Linked DNA regions of Sus scrofa: region 1 is linked to region 2. The links are chromatin contacts, called in public HiChIP or PLAC-seq maps. All regions are on one chromosome and are shown on one strand. Each heading gives the region's core, a stretch centred on a gene start, on an enhancer-like site or on the middle of the called end of the contact. The rest is flanking DNA. Distances are from core to core; before and after follow the strand shown. Region 1 overlaps STAT1 (signal transducer and activator of transcription 1, 91kDa). Region 2 holds the start of NEMP2 (nuclear envelope integral membrane protein 2).

Region 1 (2,899 bases), core at 268-2,767, 99 kb before region 2:
ATGAAATATTTCCCCATTATCTCATATTAACATTTCTGAGCAGAGTTCCTAAGGGAAAGATTTCTGAGTTATGTAAAATGTATTATTTGTGGCTAGAATATTCTTTGATAAGAAAGATGAAAGTCATGTTAACCTTGGGGAGAAAAAAGCCCCCAGCATGGTAAGAATAAGGTCGTGGGGCCGCCCACACAGCACACACCCAGGTGTCTTGTGTCAGGTGGGCAGAGACACGGCCCACATCAGGAGGATGCCTGTCACCAGCAGTGCCTGATGTGGTCCCGGCCATGCTAGAAAATTCCCTGTCGGTAGCTAATGTCATGGGCTTTTTAGTCTTCCACACTAAGCAAATCCAAGACCTCTTGGCCTCAAGGTCAGATCTTCAGTGCATGGGAGTATCTGAACTATTTCTTTAAAAATCCATGGGTACCTTTTCTCTGGATTTGCTTACTGTATAGCAGAGCTTCATGTACTGCAAATACCAGTAGGCTTTTCCTAACCAAATGGCTCTCAGCAGTGCCTTCTCTTGGCCATGTAGCTGTCACAGTGGGGACCTTGTGCTGTTTTAGTAAAAAGTGAGAAATCCCTTATTTGCACCAAATTAAGACATATCTTTTCCACCTGTGATGGCTTATCTGTGGTTCTCTGTGAGGAAATGGTGGGCTCACTGCCTCTTACAGCCTGGGCCACTTCACTTTGTAGTGATAACCACTAGGCTTCCTTGCCCTCTCTCATTTCGCTAACTTGGCATTTGATTTGCATCGATCTCCCTGAGCCCGTGTCCTATTTGGAGGAGGGCTGAGGGACATGCCTATCATCTAAAATAAGCTTCTAAAGTCAAGTGTCAGTTAAATAGATCTCCTAGGGGCCCATCTTTCATCTTAGTTCAAACTTAGGAAAAAGCTCTGTAGGGTCCCTGGAAGAGGAGCCTACAGTAGAGGGAGAGGGAAGCAGGCAGTGGGAAACGATGCTGCACAAAGAGGGACCAGGTGGAGGTTCTCTAGAAAGTGCAGGTAATTAATATTAGTGCCTCTGGGAGTTTCAGCCAGGTACATACAACCTTCCTTTGTTGAATGTTGGCTTTCTGAGAGCAAATACAAGAGCCATCAGTCCAGCCAAAGCTTCAGAATCGATTTCCATTTCCTGAAAATGCTTATTTGTATTTGTTTAGGTCCCACTGCTGGCCCTGACGGTCTTATTCCCTGGACGAGGTTCTGTAAGGTGGGTACTGTCTGGGCTTTAGACTTTGGAGCTCTTTACACTCTGTGTAAAGGAGTTCTCGCCGTGACGCTGACCGCCCTGTGCTTACTTTGGCATATTCCTCTCTCACCCATGGAACCCCAAGGGCAAGTTGTTTACTTTCCTTCAGCTCCAAAGGTTAGTCTCCAAGTGTGAGCCTGACAGGAAGCACCTGCCTGTGTGATAACATTCTTTCATATCCGAAGTGAGTCTTCTGTTTGCTCACAGTGGCCCTTGGCCTGGCGGCATTTCAGCCCCATCCATGAGGAATGCGCTCTGTGCCGACGTGGCTGGCCTGCAGGGCCAGATGAGCTTGCCCGAGTCTGCTCCAGCAGTGAGACCAGTTGAGGGGAATAATCAGACGCCACTAGGGTCACCAGACAGTGTTGACAAGCTTGTGCTACTGGATATTAGTAGTGCAAATGAAGGCAGCTCATGTTCCGTGATTCACCCTGGAGGTCATTCCTTGGCCGGGTGGCTGCTGTTTGGAGAGGGAAGCAGAGCCCAGCTCAGGAAGTGGAGAACTTGGTGTCTGAATGCTGATAAGAGGGAGGGCCTTCTCTGGAGGGGACAGCCCTAGCTTTGGCAGCTGGGCAGTGTTTGCAAACTAAAATCCCACGGTGGGAGGAGGCATGGTAAGTCACTGTATTGGATTTTGTGGTTCATAATGTGTGCATTTGTATACTTGCAGGAAAACATAAATGACAAAAATTTTCCTTTCTGGCTTTGGATTGAAAGTATCCTTGAACTCATTAAGAAACACCTGCTCTCTCTCTGGAATGATGGGTAAGGGCCATTGATAGATGTATTCTTGAAACATGTTGAGCACACGCTCCCTACTGCAAGGCTGGGATAGGCCTGACCCAGACAGACTTCATTACTTGACAGGACTATGTGCATCTCACACACACAGCTGTTTTACAGGCTGTCCCTTCAGGTATTCATGATAGTGGACCCTCATAAGATTAAATCTATACCTATCATAGTATATGTCTATTTGCATTTTCAAAGCTAAATTAGAAAGCCCTGAGTGCAATTCATGCATTCATTCATTCTACAAAAATTTCTTGAGCACCTAGTTTCTTGCCTCTCAGAAAAGAAGAAAAACCTTTTTTAACTTGGTAAGTTGTTTCTAATTTGTTCCCAGGGTCAGTTGTTATTTCAGCAGAGGCTTTAACCTGGTCATAAGTCTTGGATATGAACATGGATTGTCTGAGCCTTCCTCTTCGCTATGAGATGCATAAATTCAGACATTTTTGTAGTAGAAAATGAAATTAATCCAGCAGGTATTTATTGGTTGTCTGTAGTATTCTACTGGCACCATATTAATGAGCTTGTCCAGGACTTTAGCATGTATACATATGAGTGAAATGTGAAACAGATTTTAAAGCATTTAAAATAGTTGATACATTTTTATTTTACGTTCATTTGTCAAGCTGCAGTCCTCTTGATTTGTAAGTTAACTTGAAAATTACAATCATGACTGAACTCAGAGTAGCTCCATCACTCCCTTTCCACATCCAGGTGTATTGTGGGCTTTATCAGCAAGGAGCGAGAGCGGGCTCTGCTAAAGGACCAGCAGCCGGGGACGTTCCTGTTGCGGTTCAGTGAGAGCTGCCGGGAAGGGGCCATCACGTTCACGTGGGTGGAGCGGTCCCAGAAC
Region 2 (2,909 bases), core at 17-2,516:
TGAAACAGGTGGTCTGTACTGCACGGCATGCCCCATCTTCTCAGCCACATGACCCTTTTCCTCTTAACCTTGTTTCGGAAATATTATTTCCGGTGCCGCAGATGGCCCTACATACGTCTGAAAAAGCCACTCCAGAAATATTGAGAATACTTTGCCACATTAGACAGGGTGGTAGAGATCGAAGGAGGTTAGGGAGAGAGGAAACTCGAGCCCGGAAAAGCAACGCGTCAGGAAGGCAGAAGCTCTGCTCAACGCCCACCGCTTAAATGTCACTCGGTCTGTTCGTGTGCTATCACCCACGAAGGGCTAGGCGGGCGGCCAGGCGCTGCCGCCGGGAGCCGGGCTCGGAGCACGCGGCGCGGGCCAAGCAGCCACAGCTTCCAGCGCTGGGGGGGTGTGGGGGGTGGACCAGACTGACCCCTCGGCGGCTCCACCCCGCGGCGGGGAAGGGAAGTAAAGGCTGAGCGGTGAGGCACAGGCGGGGAAGGCGCGGGCGGGGCTGGGCCTAATCACATGGCGCAGACGGCGCAGGCCGCCCGGCATCTCTTTCTTTCTCGAACCTCCGTTCCCATCCCGCCCCACCGCAGGCCCCTCCCGGGCATGGGCCCCACGCAGGATGAGGCCTCCAGCGCCTCGCAGAGACACTCACTTTTCGCCGGAAGCCACCAGCTCCTTGCCCTCGCTGTTGCCGAACCCGTCCGTTTCCCCCGGGCTGTCCTTGGGGCTGGGCGCCGGCGGGGCCGCGGGCGGCGACGCCCCGGGCTGCTGCTGCTGCTGCGTGCCCCCTTTGCCCAGCTCCTGCAGGATCTCCGAAGGGGAGCTGGACAGGCCCCTCGCGAGGGGCCCCGCTGGCCGGCCGCCCCCGCCCCACCACGGGTGGAGCCGCGCGGCGGCCGCAGGGCCCGTTCGTCCCCCGCCCCGGGAGCGCCGGCACAGGGTGGCGAGGGGCTGCGCCCGCCTCAGAACCGCGCAGGTAGCGGCGGGCGGCCGCAGGAGCAGGTTCCGCAGCATCGCCGAGCCTCGCAGCCGCATCATGCCGCCGGGTCCGTCAGCGCTCGCTCAGCAAGGGAGGATGCTCCGGGCGTGGGCAAGCCGCTCTCTGAGAATGCGGTCTCCGACCGGACGACGAGAGGGCAAAAGAGGACAGGGGCAGTGACGTGGGTGTGGTTCCGGCTCCGGCAACCGCCGACGCTGCTGCTGCTGCTGCTGCTCCGGAGACTACCCGCAGCCACTTCTGCTCCCAAACGAGGAGGGACCCGCACTGAGACTGAGGCGCAGGGGCGGGCCGGGGACATTCCGCGCTCACCCTCCCGGGGGCGGGAGGACGCTGGCGGCCTGCCCCAGTCGCCGGTCCCGATTGGCTCAGATCCTCGACCTCGCTTCTGATTGGTGGGTGTAGCAGTCACATTTCTCTCCCCGCCCGTTGCGCGGAGTCAGGCGGGGACTGGCGGGGGGCGGGGAGAGGGATCAAACTGACGTGCGAAGCAGGGTAGCCAGGCCGGGCTCTAGAGTAGCCCCTTCCTCCTCGCCTCGTCAGCCCTGAGGCTACCCTCGTGGGGAAAGTGGGGGCTCAACGGTCTCGTCTTTTACGAAGCAGATGGACTCCTGGACTCTAGGGCCTCGAACTGTTTGGGAGACTGATGGGCAGGAGCCTTATGCAGCCGGAGGGCCGGCGGTCAGTCAGTGGGCTTGGCCCGCGCTGGCGTCTGGCCCAGCTGTCGAAGCTCGGCTGGTCCAAGCTTGCTGCTGGCCCGGAGCTAACTGGTAAGGGCGTGTGGCGACGCCTCTGAGGGCATCGATCCCCAGAAGGCAGACCCAGACGAGCTTTGCTCTCTGCCCAAATGTTCCTATGGTTGGCGACTGCCCAGATGTGAAATGTTTTGGAAAAAATGAGCAAAATCCTTTCAGCTATGCGACTTAGCCATTTGGAGGGCTGGAGTTCAGGGGAGGACCAAGAGAAAGGGGGAAATTCCTGAACACCACTGCTTCCCTTTTTAAAAATTACTGTTTAAAATGTACACCTACATCTCAAAAAGATTTTTTAATAGCAGCGATTCCCTTAACACTCGTTTGCTTGAAAGCAAACTTGTAGACACTTTTCTATTCTAAAGCTGCTTGATTGTCATAAGATAGAAGCATCCAGATACTAGGTCTTTAAATCGTTTCAGCTGTTTTGATCCATTTATCTTTGAGGACCGGTAGGAAAAGAACCAAGGAGCTGATAAACTCTGAATTTTTCTTTGAACTTACATCTACAGTCCACTCCACGCGAAAAGAAAAGCTTTTAGAGAGTTTACCAAAACAATTAGGTTTATATGCATAGATTCTTAAAGGTTAATAGGATGATTTTTATGAAAAGGGAAGGGTGTATGACAGGTGCATCATTAACTGATCATCAGATTTAGTAATCTGATGAATCTTAAAATACTGCACTAGATTAGTCATTGGAAATCTGACTGTACCTACAGGTTATGTGACCTTTTGCATGCCACAGTCTTGCCATGTTTAAGTTTTTTCTATCTTTAACTAGAAGCACGTGGAAAAATCTATCATATGTAAAGCAAGTAATCACACTTATTAAAAGACTTGCAAATTGTTTAGAGGATTTACTACTACTTAATGTTACCTGTCACTAAAATTTGTTAAAGAGTCAAGGTAACAATATCTTCAGGAAAAGGAACATTAAGATTTGGAGGAAAGGTAACAAATACTTCTTCTCCATAACCTTTCCAGTCTGACTTATCAATGACATAAACCTGAATATTGTCCCATCTCTTAGATATAACCACTTATCAGTTTCTACTGCCTCCTTACTCTCAACCACATTCAAGCTATTGACAAATCCAGTTATTATTTTCTGCTGGTTTTTCTTAGTTTCTTTAATTTCCCAATGAAAATTCCTTTCAGCG

The links. HiChIP or PLAC-seq counts read pairs in DNA pulled down with a chosen protein or histone mark.
Region 1: an H3K27ac HiChIP or PLAC-seq map of skeletal muscle shows a contact between it and region 2, with 2.2 times the contacts expected there. The contact joins the enhancer-like site here to the promoter of NEMP2 in region 2. A contact is called at or near these places in 1 of 5 promoter capture datasets (fetal liver), 4 of 47 Hi-C or Micro-C datasets (embryonic fibroblasts, epiblast stem cells, heart right ventricle and 1 more) and 2 of 2 datasets of contacts at active chromatin or transcription factors (alveolar macrophages and skeletal muscle).

The regions. Positions count from the first base shown.
Region 1 is chr15:95,611,424-95,614,322 of Sscrofa11.1, reverse strand. STAT1 (signal transducer and activator of transcription 1, 91kDa) reads left to right here. Exons shown (of 23, transcript NM_213769.1): 17 at 1,169-1,218; 18 at 1,928-2,022; 19 at 2,761-2,899. Among named protein-coding and RNA genes, the nearest start is that of STAT1, 30 kb to the left of the region's middle. Within about 2 kb of position 1,517, at least 21 of the 83 cell types and tissues checked have an H3K27ac peak or open chromatin away from gene starts, as enhancers often do. A contact at or near this core is called in fetal liver, skeletal muscle and subcutaneous adipose tissue, where this site is marked.
Region 2 is chr15:95,511,771-95,514,679 of Sscrofa11.1, reverse strand. It overlaps NEMP2 (nuclear envelope integral membrane protein 2), which reads left to right and starts at 1,266. Exons shown (of 13, transcript XM_021076065.1): 1 at 1,266-1,389. GLS (glutaminase kidney isoform, mitochondrial) reads right to left here and starts at 1,266. Exons shown (of 18, transcript XM_021076049.1): 1 at 650-1,266. The coding sequence starts at 1,035.